Regions from separate parts of the Mus musculus genome. Here regions 2, 3, 4 and 5 are each linked to region 1. Evidence: chromatin contacts called from public promoter capture Hi-C data. All regions are on one chromosome and are shown on one strand. The core of a region is the stretch at or near the end of the contact, and the rest is flanking DNA. Distances in the headings are between cores, read along the strand shown.

Evidence for each region. Promoter capture Hi-C pulls out the DNA fragments that hold promoters and counts their contacts. Capture Hi-C pulls out chosen DNA fragments and counts their contacts.
Region 2: a contact with region 1 is called in a promoter capture Hi-C map of hippocampal neurons, with 5 times the contacts expected there. The contact joins the enhancer-like site here to the promoter of Jup in region 1. A contact is called at or near these places in 7 of 39 promoter capture datasets (the 3T3-L1 cell line, cranial neural crest, embryonic stem cells and 3 more), 9 of 115 datasets of contacts at active chromatin or transcription factors (differentiating embryonic stem cells, embryonic hindbrain, embryonic stem cells and 3 more) and 1 of 9 other capture datasets (embryonic stem cells).
Region 3: a contact with region 1 is called in a promoter capture Hi-C map of pre-B cells, with 2.8 times the contacts expected there. The contact joins the promoter of Top2a here to the promoter of Jup in region 1. A contact is called at or near these places in 5 of 39 promoter capture datasets (embryonic stem cells, hippocampal neurons, liver and 1 more), 3 of 115 datasets of contacts at active chromatin or transcription factors (astrocytes, embryonic forebrain and epiblast stem cells) and 1 of 9 other capture datasets (liver).
Region 4: a promoter capture Hi-C map of liver shows a contact between it and region 1, with 5 times the contacts expected there. The contact joins the promoter of Ccr7 here to the promoter of Jup in region 1. A contact is called at or near these places in 5 of 39 promoter capture datasets (hippocampal neurons, liver, pre-B cells and 1 more) and 2 of 115 datasets of contacts at active chromatin or transcription factors (both in embryonic stem cells).
Region 5: a promoter capture Hi-C map of liver shows a contact between it and region 1, with 3 times the contacts expected there. The contact joins the promoter of Tmem106a here to the promoter of Jup in region 1. A contact is called at or near these places in 2 of 39 promoter capture datasets (liver and pre-B cells) and 2 of 9 other capture datasets (liver and pancreatic islet).

What each region holds. Positions count from the first base shown.
Region 1 is chr11:100,396,475-100,399,083 of GRCm38.p6, reverse strand. Jup (junction plakoglobin) reads left to right here and starts at 1,294. Exons shown (of 14, transcript NM_010593.2): 1 at 1,294-1,448. Gm12348 (predicted gene 12348) reads right to left here and starts at 968. Exons shown (of 4, transcript NR_132425.1): 1 at 947-968.
Region 2 is chr11:98,967,809-98,970,417 of GRCm38.p6, reverse strand. It overlaps Rara (retinoic acid receptor, alpha), which reads right to left. Exons shown (of 9, transcript NM_009024.2): 4 at 2,232-2,373; 5 at 101-261. Among named protein-coding and RNA genes, the nearest start is that of Gjd3, 14 kb to the left of the region's middle. Within about 2 kb of position 1,292, at least 82 of the 459 cell types and tissues checked have an H3K27ac peak or open chromatin away from gene starts, as enhancers often do. A contact at or near this core is called in forebrain, hippocampal neurons and liver, where this site is marked.
Region 3 is chr11:99,022,891-99,025,499 of GRCm38.p6, reverse strand. Top2a (topoisomerase (DNA) II alpha) reads left to right here and starts at 1,311. Exons shown (of 36, transcript NM_011623.2): 1 at 1,311-1,454; 2 at 2,508-2,609. The coding sequence starts at 1,434.
Region 4 is chr11:99,153,751-99,156,359 of GRCm38.p6, reverse strand. It overlaps Ccr7 (chemokine (C-C motif) receptor 7), which reads left to right and starts at 1,283. Exons shown (of 3, transcript NM_007719.2): 1 at 1,283-1,371. The coding sequence starts at 1,362.
Region 5 is chr11:101,580,924-101,583,532 of GRCm38.p6, reverse strand. Tmem106a (transmembrane protein 106A) reads right to left here and starts at 1,291. Exons shown (of 9, transcript NM_144830.3): 1 at 1,208-1,291; 2 at 829-908. It overlaps Nbr1 (NBR1, autophagy cargo receptor), which reads right to left. Exons shown (of 24, transcript NM_008676.3): 24 at 1,582-2,609.

The DNA.
Region 1 (2,609 bases), core at 45-2,544:
ACTCGGGAGGCAGAGGCAGGTGGATTTCTGGGTTCGAGGCCAGCCTGGTCTACAAAGTGAGTTCCAGGATAGCCAGGGCTATACAGAGAAACTCTGTCTGGAAAAACAAAAACAAAAACAAAAACAAAAAAAAAAAAAAAAGAAAGAAGGTGTCGGAGTTTAGAGTGTACCATATTTCCTAGTCTTGTGATCTCTTTGGAGCGTAGTTTTAAAATCGCATTACATTTTATTTACTTTTATGTGTGTGGCACTTGTGCCAAGGCGGGAGATCAGAGGACAGAGGACAACCTGTGAGACTTGGCTGTTGTCTCCCTCCATGAGGTATCAGACTCGGGTGGTCACATCTGCACAACTGAGGCACCACACAAGCCCATTAAAAATATTCTTTTAACATGGATCATTTCGATCCCACTTTGAAGACCAGGCTGGCCTCTTAACTCACAGAGATCTGCCTGCCTCTGCCTCCTCGAGTGCCACCACTGCCTGGCTGCTCCAGCACTTTTTAAGAACTGTCTCGAACTGAGACAGTTTAAATACTGACATTCCTCAGCTGTTTAAGTGCTACTACAAAGCTTATTTCATTTAATCTCTCCAACCTAAGATAGATAAAGCTAATGAACCCACTTTACAGAAGAGATACAGGGTGAAAGGTACACTAACTAGCCTAAGGTCATACAAAGATTAAGGGGAGAACCCAAACCCAGGCCTGCTAATTCTAAACAGAAGGGATCAGGGAACACTCCATCTTTTGTAGGGGGGAGAAAATCCCAACCCAGCACAAAGCCTATGAAATGCTTTACAAACATCTTATTACTACGTTGAGGCAAGAATGAATAAGCCTGACGCTGAGTTGGCTGGCTAGTGAAGGCGTCAGTCCTTTCCCATGCCTCCCCCTGACTCACCTGTTGGACAGGTAGGGGGGGAAGGGGAGAATAATGAGTCTTACCTGCTCAGGGCTAGGGTGGGGCAAGTCACGCCCCACCTGATCCATTGGCTTTTTCCTTAGTCTTACTGACAGCCCTCTGTCCAATCATAAAGAAGAAACTTTCTATTTGCCAATAGATGCAGAGTGAGGATGAGACCTCAAGTTGGCGTCCACCCCAGAGTCGAGTGGCAGTCCCTGGGGCCAATGGTGAGCGCATAAACAGAGGCGGCCGTGGTAGAGGTCCCGGCGCGAGGCTCCGCCCCTCGATGGGATAGTCAGGCTGGGCAGCCAGTGAGATAGCCTCAGAGGGTGGGAGTCTCCCTAGGGGGCGGAGCTTCGAGGGGGCGAGAGGTGTGGCTTGGCTGTCAGGTCCCTTTGCCTTTTGTTCGGTTACTGAGTTGCTGCCTTGGCCAGAGTCCGGAGCAGCCGCCGCCCGAGTGCGCCGAGCTCAGTTCGCTGCCCGCGCCGGCTCCCTCCCGGCCAGACCCGACCCCGATTCGGCTCAGCCCGGCTCCACGCTCAGGTACACCCGATCGGGGTACGAATCACTGTGGGAGAGTAGGGACAGCAAGCGGCCGGGAGGCTGGTTCCAGCGGTTTCAGGGCAGGTGAGGGCGGGTGTCAGGGAGCGCATCCTACACCAGCGACAGGGGGCGCGCTGGGGTCCGGGGCGCGGGACCCTTGGGACAAGCAATCTGGGTTGGAGCGCCCCTCCAGGCTCGGTGAACCGCAGGTCTGAGAAGGGTGGGGAGGAACTAGGGCAGGTGCCTCGGAGTTCGCGCCTCCCCCAGGGCCCCAGAGCTCGCCTAACACGGCGTCCCTGACTCTCCCCTGGAGCTGACCGAGCAGACTTTGACCCGCTCCGCCTGGTCCCGGAGCTCACGGTGACAGGAATTTACCGTTTGGGAAACTTGCTGCCTAGTCTCTTTGGGGCCACCCTCACCGCACCCCACGCGTCATCCTCGCTTTCTCTCCCTCCCTCCCTACTCCCCCAGGCCTGGGTGGGGCCCTATTGTCTGCGCCCAGCTTTCCAAACTGTGGGGGCCGAGTGCACATTTTCCCAGGGACGCAATTCCCACCTGCTGAGCAGAGCAGGTGAGCGCTTGGAAGACGGAGGCCCTGCCCTGCAGCTCCGAGCTGGACCTGTGGCGCCTCCCTCCGCTCTAGTGTACGCCGGTCAATGCCTTCTCCTACGGAGGTGGGATAGGGTGACTGGGGAACTGGTGAAGGGTCTGGGCTGAGTGCCCTACCGATGTCTGACACTGGTGGCTTGGCCTGGAGTCTGGGCCGGTAGAGAAAATTTAAGAAGCACTCGCCCAGTTTTTAGTAGCTGTGGTTTCCAGAGTGTTGATAGGGAAACAGCAATATCTTTTGATTTCTGCAACCCATTCTTGTTGAGAAATCACTCCAAACAAACTTTCCAGGAGAAAGTAACCATGGGAGCCTTTTCTAGGATTTTTCTAGTCTCCTTGTTGAGAGCTGATTCTAGGCTTGGTGGTACTTCTTGGAGGAAAACCCCTTCCCCCAGTCAGCTCCAAGCTGAACGTAGCCAGTGTGTGCGCTTTGACCCTGTTCTCCCTGCCCCCAACTCCATCCTGTTTGCCAGGCCCCTAAGGCCTGAGGTAGGGACCAATGGGGGTGGGGTGGGGGCGTTGCTGAAAGGGGAAGTGTCTTCTTCCTTCCCC
Region 2 (2,609 bases), core at 43-2,542, 1.4 Mb after region 1:
CGCCCTCTGCTCAGCCTACACTTCCTGACAGTGTAGGAGGAGACAGGGGAAGGGCAGCAGAGGCGGCCTGGGTGTGCAGTACCCCTCGCGGCTGGCATACCGTAGTGTACTTGCCCAGCTGGCAGAGGGCCGGGAAGGTCTCCTGGTGCGCTTTGCGAACCTTCTCAATGAGCTCGCCCACCTCAGGCGTCAGCGTGTAGCTCTCTGAGCACTCGGGCTTGGGTGCCTCTTTCTTCTTTTTGTTTCGATCGTTTCGCACCGCTGGGGGGAGGGAGGGGTGGAAGGGGGGACATGGGTTGGTTAGAGAGTGACTGCTTTTGGCTCGGGGTCGTCCAGCCTATGCTGTCCACCACCCAGACAGACACACACAGACAGACAGACAGATCCACAAAACAGTGCCCCACACTAACCTGTCTGACTCATATCCTAAATCCTATTTTAGGGCCTGGGACTGTGGCTGAGGCCACACCACACATGTGCACATATGCCCTCCGCCAGTGTGTGGTACCCTGTCGTCATGCACCCATGGCAGCAGCCCACACTCTAAGAACATGTGCCCAGGTTGGCAGTCACACACACTGAGTCCCCGCTTTGGTGCCTGCCAGGAATCCCTGCTGTCCCAGCTCTCCTGGCAGCGATCTCCCTGGGGGATTCCTAAGACTGGCTCAAAGCAGCTTCCCTGGGCAGGCAGGGAATAAGGCTCCCCAACCAGAGAATGGGGGCCCCCTGGCAGAAGAATCTCTTGGCCCATTAGCCGGGGAGCTGACAGATCGCTGGGAGGGGGGCGCTGAGCCGCACACACCGCTCGGGCTTTAAAGAAGCGATGGGGTCGTTACCAGCCGATTATCCCAGACACACAATCACTCACAGGGCCTCCGTGGCGGCTGCTGACGCGGGAGGAAGGAAGGGTGGGGGTGGGGGTCCAGGGAGGGGACGGGGGGGGGGTGATGGGGGGGGAAGCTGGCATAATTTGGAGATCACTCATGTCGATTCTGCAAATTCAATAAAGTGCAGGGGAGAGAAGGGAGAGGCAGAGTGGGGGATAATTTGGGAAGAGAAAATTGCAGCTGTGACAAGACGTTTATCATTCGGAAGCTTTAATTCTATTGAAATGGCAGCTGCTCAGCTCCGGGGCACGGAGCAGCCGGGAGAGGGAGAGGAGGGAGAGAAAGAAAGGGGGAGTTGTTGTGGGAAGGAGAGGGGGTCCCCACCCTCGTCCTGTTCTAATAGTTCAAAGAAGGAAGGTGGGGCAAAGGGAGAAGGAAGTGACGGCCCCTTTACCAAAAGGTCTCAGTTCTGCACGTCCCAAGTTGTCACAGACTCTGCAGAGGACCGTCACTAGTCACTACTTCCTGAGTACAAGACCAGCACTCCCGTGTCTCTGGTGACAGGAGGCAGCAGGATATCCAGCTCCCCAATTCCTGGCTGGGGCTGCTGGTGCATTAGTCAGAACCATCTTTCTCAGCACCCCTCCCCACAAAGGGCTGGAGGGGGTCTTGCAGCCCCCTCCCCCACCTCATCCCCCAAGGCTCGGGCTCCATGGCAACGGCCACGCAGACAAGGAGGCGTCTGTCAGCGTCATTTATCTCTGACATCATCAATCACTGGTCACCACGGCAACACCCATGATTCAACACAAGAGGGTCTCCCCGTCCAGCCCTCCCCTCTGTCCCTCCCTCCGTCAGGGCCTCAGCTGAGCCCAAACTGGAAACCCCCTTTCCTCTGGGATCTGAGAAGCCCAATTCTCTTCCAACTCAGGGTTCCAGGTTTATCCAGACAATGGCTTCAGGGGGTCCTATGTCAGCCCCCCCATACATACAGACCAACTTCACACCTTTTCGAGTTCAGGCCTCTCCCTTAAGATACAGGAGGGACTGGGATAAGCTACTGAGCCACACCCAAAGCCAAGCAAAACCCAGAAGAAAGCTATCCTGGGGGCAGGCACCCCATACACAAGCAGGCATGCAAGCAACCACCATGCTAAGGGGACCGCTCTGTGCATTCTGGGCTTAACACCAAACGATCCATGGACACGCAGCCAGCCAGACTCCCAGGTTTGTGGTGTTATCTACAAAGCATCCTTAACTAGAAGCTTGCCCGCCTGCCGCGGCACACATGTTCCCACATGTATACACAGGCACACACACACACACACACACACACACACACACACAGCACCCCTGCACGCCCCACCTTGGGCGGGGCTTGGCCCCTGGCCCTGCGACACTCACACTCCTTGGACATGCCCACGTCGAAACATTTCTGCAGCCGGCAGTACTGGCAGCGGTTCCGGGTCACCTTGTTGATGATGCAGTTCTTGTCCCGGTGACACGTATACACCATGTTCTTCTGGATGCTTCGTCGGAAGAAGCCCTGGGGACAGGAGAAGGAGACGGGTTATCCACACCCACAGCGGGAGCAGCCTAGCAGCTACCCCTAAGCTTTTGCTATGGCCTATGTAATAATGGTAGAAAAATGGGGGAGGATGACTCTTTTGAAAAGATGCTCTCTGGGAGAGCCCAAGCCTGTCGCTATCTCACAGGCTGGCCTGGAGTCTTCCCTAGCCAACATCCCTGTACCTGATTTTTTTTTTCAGAGACAAAGACTCA
Region 3 (2,609 bases), core at 62-2,561, 1.4 Mb after region 1:
CACCAGCCAGGCCACATTTCTTCATTGGCCTTCTCTTTCACTTTGCCAGCAGGGTTGTTGTTGGACACGTGAAGTTATTTAATAATGGTTGATCTTGGGCGCCTTTTGGAAAGGAAAAATGTTTAAATTTAAGAAATTCCTTGCTGATAATAGCGATTTTTTTGAGGGTGGTGGTGGGGTTAGAGAAAGGGTTTCTCTGTGTAGCCCTGGCTGCTCTGGAACCTGCTCTGTAGACCAGGCTGGCCATAAACTCCAAGATCCACCTGCTTCTGCCTCCCAAGTGCTGGGATTAAAGGGGTGGTGTCGTCACACATAACCAGTTTATATCTACCATTTTTACTTTTAGCACAGGAAATTGAAGCTTCCTCCATCGAGAACCCACCAAGCCCCCACCTCTTATGTCAAATTGAACGGTGCTCTAGACTGCATTATGCATAGAGGGCAAATATAAAGAGCTCTTGTAGATTCCCTCAGCAGCTGACTGAGGGAGAAGTTCCCGTCTCATGAGGGCCTCTCAGCTCCACTGAAGAAGCATGAATGAATCTTTGTATCAGGGGTGATCCACAGGGAGTGTTAGTGCTGCTCGCGATTTTGCTGGCATCTCTATACTCTTCGTGTGTGGCAGCCTAAGACCGCAAGCAGAAGAACTTGCCAGAACTTTGCCAGCATTAACTCAGCGCTTCTCAACTTCCTAAGGTTGCGACCCTTCAACATAGCGTCTCATGTTGTGATGCCCTGCTACCATAATTATTCCATTGCTACTTCATAACTGTAATTTTTTTGCTGCTGTTATGAGTTGTAAGGTAAACTATCTGATATGCGACCCCCAAGAGTCACGACCCACAGGCTGAGAACCGCTGCCTTGGCCAGCCTTGAGGGAGGGATGGCGTTGTTTCCTCGGTCAGGAAAAAAAAAGGAAAACTCATCGCAGGATTAAGACTCTGTAATCTCAACAGATCTGAAATAAAGAATGAGCATCCGTTTTCTAGTTATATTCAGAAGGACGGCTTAGTCAACCACTTTGCACTTCCAAAATGCCTTCCCTCTCTTCAGAGTGTCTCTCAGAGCACATGGACCTTCCTCATTGGTCAGATTTTCTGTCAGTACCACCAACAATTGCTATTGGTCCATTTTGAAGATTCTCCCGCCTTCTTTTACCTAATTGGTTTATTCGAAAAGGCGGTCTTTTGTTCGAATAAAAGACGATCTACGATTGGTTACTGCAAACAGAGCCAATGAGAGCGAGTCGGTGATTGGTTCCTCTGATTTGGGCGGGCTAGATAAAGGTTCAAATGAAACTAGGGAAGCTCTCCTAACCGACAAGCGTCTGTGAGGGGAGCGTCCAGGTCCCGCGTCGCGCGTCGCGGGTCGCCTAGCGTTTCCCGCTGGTTTTGTCGCTTTCCGGATTCTCGAGCCTCTTCAGGACCGTCACCATGGAGTTGTCACCGCTGCAGGTACAGCTCGCGGATGGGGCCGGGTAGTAGAGCCTTTACGTGGCCTCTGCGTTCATGGCTGACGGCGAGAGTTGAGGTTCCAGGGCCGAGCGCTGGCCGGCGACCGGCTGGATCCGGTCAGCCCCATCTTCTGGGCCTTGAGGGGTCGTGGACTGGGTGAAGCTCTTTCCGAAATGATATCTATAATCTAATCTGGGTTCTTGAGTGTTGTGTTTTTATTGTTTGTGGGAGCAGGTTCAACTAGTCCTGCGATCGGTCTGTAGTCTAATGGCTTCTGTGTGACTTCCAGCCGGCTTATACTCGAATTCAGTGGCCCTCTTCCCTTCCCTGGGTGATTTGAATAACTCATCACGGAAGGTGCAGAGCATGGCAGTTCCCATTGAGGAGCTGGCCGACCGAGTGGCTCAAAAAAAGTCCAGTTTCGGGATGTGAATGTAGCCAAGGGTTTGCATTGCTAGCATCCCAACTGCTACGGGTGGATACCATCTGTAATCGGCACGAGCCTATGTCGGCACTCACTAAATATTTTCCCATTAGATGGAAGAAGTTGAGTGTAGTTTATCGATGACATAAAAAATATTACTCAAGGCAGAAATGTCCATACTTGCAGAACTAAAATACCTATTTAAACGGGCATCTGTAGCCAGACCTAGTGGGGCAGGCCTGAAATGGCAGCTGCTCCAGAGACTGAGGCAAGAGGATGCCTTAAGCTATTTAATGGGACTCTCAAAAACAGCAACAGGGGGTGAAAAAAATGGTCTGGGAATTTTGCTCAGTGGTCAGAGCATTTGCCTAGCATGTGCATGCAAGGGGGGGTGGGGGGACCTTGGGTTCCATCCCCAGCATCACGAATACTCAAACCACAGAACCTAATCACAAGGATTTTAATTGACTTGTTCGTTCAAAACTATGTAAACTCTACCAGTACCTACAAGCAGGGGATAGATGGTGATAGAGTGTATGGACTTTATCATTGTTGCAGATATTTTGTTGACCACTTCTGATAAACTTGTGGCTAAAATTAAGTTTATTTTTAATTCCCCTAATGGCTAGCCTGTAAATGAAAATATGCTAATGAACAAAAAGAAGAATGAAGATGGCAAGAAAAGATTGTCTATTGAAAGAATCTATCAGAAAAAAACACAACTGGAACAT
Region 4 (2,609 bases), core at 34-2,533, 1.2 Mb after region 1:
CCACAGTCCCCACATGATCTCTATGCTTGTTTTAAACCCACTCCTTGGACTGGGGAGGTGGCTTAGTAGCTAACAGAGAATTGCCCCACAAACACGAGGAACTGAGTCCAAATCCCAGAACCCTCATAAGCAGCTTGGCAGTAGCATGAGCATTCGTCATCCTAGCAGTCCCCCAAGGAGATGGGAAGCAGAGACAAGAGACCACGCACCCAGAAGGCCAGCTCACCTTAGTATAGAATGGGGCACTCAATAAAGACGTGATACCTGCAACAGAATGGAAGTAGGCTGACACCTGACATTGTCTCTGATCTTCACACGTGCAATGGCATAAAATCCCCACATTCACGCATACGATCGCACACATACACGTGTGTACACACACCATACACACCACACAGGCACAACAATTAAAAATGCCAATAAATATATCAATCAGTTTCCCTGTGGGGGAAAATGGGTGTGGTCACAAAGAATAAAAAAAGTAAAATAAAAATAGGCCAGGCATGGTGGCATATGTCTTTAATACCAGCACTCGGGAGGCAGATGCAGGTAGATCTCCATGGGTTCGAGGCTAGCTAGGTCCACAGAACAAGTTCTAGGACAATCATGGCACTGACAAAAATAAAATAAAATAAAATAAAATAAAATAAAATAAAATAAATAAATAAATAAATAAATAAATAAATAAAATCTCTTCTTGGGGAACCAGTTTGGATAATGACTTAGACTTGATGTCCTCTCGGTTAGTAGAGAAAGCCGAGGGGCTCCAGGCACCCTCATATCTAGCATCTAGGTCCTGTGATGTTTAGCTTAAGTACTAAAAATAAACACTCAAACTTTCACTTCGTGGTTGTGTCACTGAAGCCTTGCTGGCCGGACCGTTCAACAGACCTCACCCTGGCTGCGCAGGTGTATGTCGGGGCTGCCTGGCGGCTGCTGGGACAATAGCCACTGATCAAGTTCATACTGAAAGGGAGACTTTTATTCAAAACCAAGAGAAGGATGCAAGTACACCTCTGACTCCCGAGCCTCAGCCTATCTCACCCCACAGCAGCCACCCAGGCGTGCTTGGCACTCACAGATGTAAGCAGCTCCTCCCTGAGTCTCTACAAGGCACTACTACCAGGGGCTTTCTGAAGGCAAACGACTCAGTGATTCAGGATCCTATGACAGCCGAATGTGGTTATCACATACCTTGTGGCCCAGGAAGACTCTGAGGGGTGGGACAGGAGTGGGAGGGGCTCTGGAACAACTTAAAAGGGGCTCTTACCACTTCCTCCCTGCCAGAGAGGGCTAGCTGGAGAGAGACAAGAACCAAAAGCACAGCCTTCCTGTGTGATTTCTACAGCCCCCAGAGCACCATGGACCCAGGTAAGTAAGCTTTCTCTTAAGAGAAGTCAAAACTTCTGACACAAAGCCAGACTCTAGGGCAATGAACATGCATGGGGGATAGGGGTCATGGGGGGGGGGGGGAGTTTCCAGAGCAATCAGGGCAGTTGGTGTGAACTGGTGGCTGCTTTCAGAGAATGCCATCCCGTTGGATGAGGCATTGGAGAGAGGATGTACCTGCTCTTTCAGACCCAGGGGAAGGAACAGCTGTGGATGCCAAGACAGACACAGGCATAAAGTTGGGTCCTCTCAAGCAGCAGGCAATGAACAGCCTGGTAGACTGACCTTGATGCCTGGATAGAACACGTTCTCAGCTGGTAGGGATGGGTGATGTTCTCTGGCACCTCTGGGGACTAAGAAAATTCTCTTTAGAGAGTTCAGGACACCCTGCTCCCACTCTGGGTCCCTCCTTTCTGTCCTGTTAAACCAGGATTTGAATCTCCTTGCTCACGAGAAGAGTGAAACTGATGGAAACTGTGCTGTGCATAGTGCAATACAAATACTAGCTGCCACCTCTGCCTCTTGTTGTCTCTGCCTGTCATCTGTCTGTCTGTCTCTGTCTGTCTTCCTCCCTCCCTTCCTCCCTCCTACACATCCCAGGTTTTGTGCCTCTTGCAGGTTAAAGGGTGAATGACTAACATAAAATTGAGTGGCCCAGGGGGCACTCCACGTAGAGAAACTGTAGCCAGCACAGCACAGCCCCTAAAACAAAGCCCACACACCACAGCCCTCTCTATAACAAGCTATTCTACCAGGCAAGCCTCAGTGTCTACTATAGCAAAGTGCCAAGGGGAGTCCAGCTCCAGACACCCCAGTTACACATCTTAAATCTCGGCTGCAGAGTCAGACTCGGCTGGGGCTGGAGGGGCCAAGTTCCTAGAGTTCCGCTCACCAGCCTCAAAGCCACAAGGGGTTGACTTTAAAAAGTGAAGGTTCCCTGGTGCTGTCCTCACACCCCCTCCAAGCCACACCACAGCCAGCAGCATCTTTATCTGTCTCTCCTGCCCAGCGTGCATTGCACCCTAGATCTAGATCCAGCTGTGGAAGGTATATAGTGGGGTCCACCTCTGCTGGCTATGAACTCATGGGAAGCAGGATTTTGTTCTTACACCTCTGCCTCTCAGATGTTTTGGGTGTAAGTAAAAAGTGTTGATGGGAGGGAGGGAGAGAGGGATGGAGGAATGGATGGATGGATGGATGGATGGATGGATGGATGGATG
Region 5 (2,609 bases), core at 42-2,541, 1.2 Mb before region 1:
GAGCTATTAACCTGTTAGCACTGATGTGAGGTTTTAAGTTTTTAAGATTGCCAAGAAGCCCTACCATTATCTAAGAAGCTTTTGCTTAGGGAAGAACAGTTTGGGAGGTGCCTTGGAACTCTTTTTTTTTTTTTTTTAAGTAAGAGTTCAATTCAGAGGAAATCAAAGAAAAGCAGAAGTTATTTCACTTTAAGGGATTTCTGCAAGTGAATGTAGAATTTTTTTTTTTAAACCAGGAAAAGCTGAGCTGTCCTTTATTTTAAAGACAGGGAAGCTGGGTAGGACTAGGAGCGGGAAGCACAGCTTCCTATTATGGAAGGGTCCTTTTGTCTTTTCTAATCAAGTGATTACTCTGTAGAAATCCCAGAGCAGATAGGCCTGAAATCTGATTGGGAGTGTAGAAGGCAGGCTTCTTTCTATTCGGGAGTTTGGCTGGAAAAGCAGGGCTTAAGGGGTCAGAGTTGCGCACGCCTTTGATTCCAGCACTCGGGAGGCAGAGGCAGGCGGATTTCTGAGTTCGAGGCCAGCTTGGTCTACAGAGTGAGTTCCAGGACAGCCAGGGCTATACAGAGAAACCCTGTCTCGAAAAAACCAAAAAAAAAAAAAAAAAAAAAAAAAGAGCTGTGGCTAAGAAACCCTGTGAAACTGGACTGGGAGGGAGCCTTGATCCATTCATTGCTTTCTGAGACTTCGGAGTCTGTTCTTCCTAAGGCAAGGTCAAGGCCAAATCTGAACTTTGCCCCCAATCCCTGAGTAGTGGCTTGAATGACGCAGTAACTCCTTAGGATACTCACATCTTCCTGGGCTAAAATAAAGACCCTTACTCACCTGGTTTAGGTCTGGGATTCCAGGCTCTGCTCAGCTCCAAGATTGGGTTTTCTGGAATGCTCCTTTGGGGAGAAGGGCCTCTAGGGTAGGGTGGAGTTGAACAGCTCAATTCAGCGGAGACCAGAGAGAGTCAATGTGTTGAAAGTGGGGAGCAGGGACTCTTGTCTACCGGGAGGGTCAAGTCCTCTCTACTAGGGGATTCTGCTATGGTAGGCAAGGAAGGAAAAGGTAGGATTTCATCGAGGAAGGATTTTAAATCCCACCTCACTGGCCGTTAGTCAAATTTGGGCAACAACGTGTTGGGCGCTGAGTAAGCCCAAACGTCTCTGAATTCTTGCTTTGAAAAGGGTAAAGAGATGGGGTCCCAGGGACGCCTTACCAGGTGACAACGCCCTCAGCAAAATCGAAACTGCGGGAGCTGCACATTTAACACAAGCTCGGAGTCCAAGCCGGGCTCGGCCCCGCCCCTCGCTCCCGCCCCGCCCTCTCCTCCTGAGAGGCCACTGGAAGACACTTCCGGCTCTGCGAGTCTCACAGGACAAATGTTGCTATCGCCAGGACCAAACTAGTTCAGGTACGAGTTTCAAATAACACGTATTCACAATTCTTTTAAGTTGCTACGTGCAAGTACAACGGAACGAAAAACTGGACCTAGATGGACAGGTCCCTCCAAATATACCCAATTTCTCACATCATGGGGCTCTGCCTCTACCCCAAACCCCAGGAAAACATTTTAAACAATAAACAGCTTGGTTGGCTTGCAGTTTGAATTGTGGTTTATTTAGAAGCATTCAAGAGTTAGATTGTAAATAAACATATTATGAGTAATTAAGATCGCCATTTATTATAAATACCAACTAAGTTAAATAATACTATTTTAACTATCCCCTTTGAGCTGGAGTTCAGATACCTTTTCTCAAACATGAATAAAATCTTTAGTGTTGTGTTGCCTTTTCTTTCACCATCTGGACCCAAAGCTTCCCTTTATAAACTAAATGAGACCTAGAACTCTTGACAGAGCCTTCTTCCCATCTATTCTAATGGTAAACTAACCTTTCTGTGGGTTAGCCCCAAAGCATTACTTCCTGTTCTCGGCTTTCTAGGGCTGGATACCTCACAAGGGGATTCCACACATTCGGAAAGTCAGCAGCAGTTCTGTGTCCTTTCACCCACACCCGACCTTACTGAGATGAGTATTTGCACATGCTTGTCCTTCCAATCCACTGTGACAGTCAGTAAAAGGACGACTACTAACTTTCCCTTTCTGTAACAGGTGCCCCCCCCATAGGATTAGCAAAATATTTCACACTACCCAGGATTCTCCTTAAATAAAATTTATGCAAAATTACTTTGACAGACACTGCTCAGTGGGTGCTGTGGGTTAACCCGAATGCCTCCTGTCCTTCCAGGTTCCTGCTAGGCCTTCTGAAAGCAAAGTGTTCCTCATTTCTAAGTCTTTGAGGAACATGACTTTCTTGATCTGCTGTCTTTATGTAGCTATGAGGCTTGCGATTGGTTATAGAAACTAGGTGAATAATTCTTGGAAACATTCAAGGTTAATCTTTAAAAAACAAAAACCAAACTAATATTTAACAGCCCATTAAAAACATCCACATGAACCAAAGGAAAATACTCAATTTCAATACAAGCAGAAGGAAAAGCGATCTAAGGAAGTCCAAGTTACTCGCTTCCACGGACTACAGCGGCGAGAGTTCTGTCCAGCTGAGTTGAAAACTGTCTTCCTACCATTCATCCCATTTCTACAGTGAAAATTTAAGTTC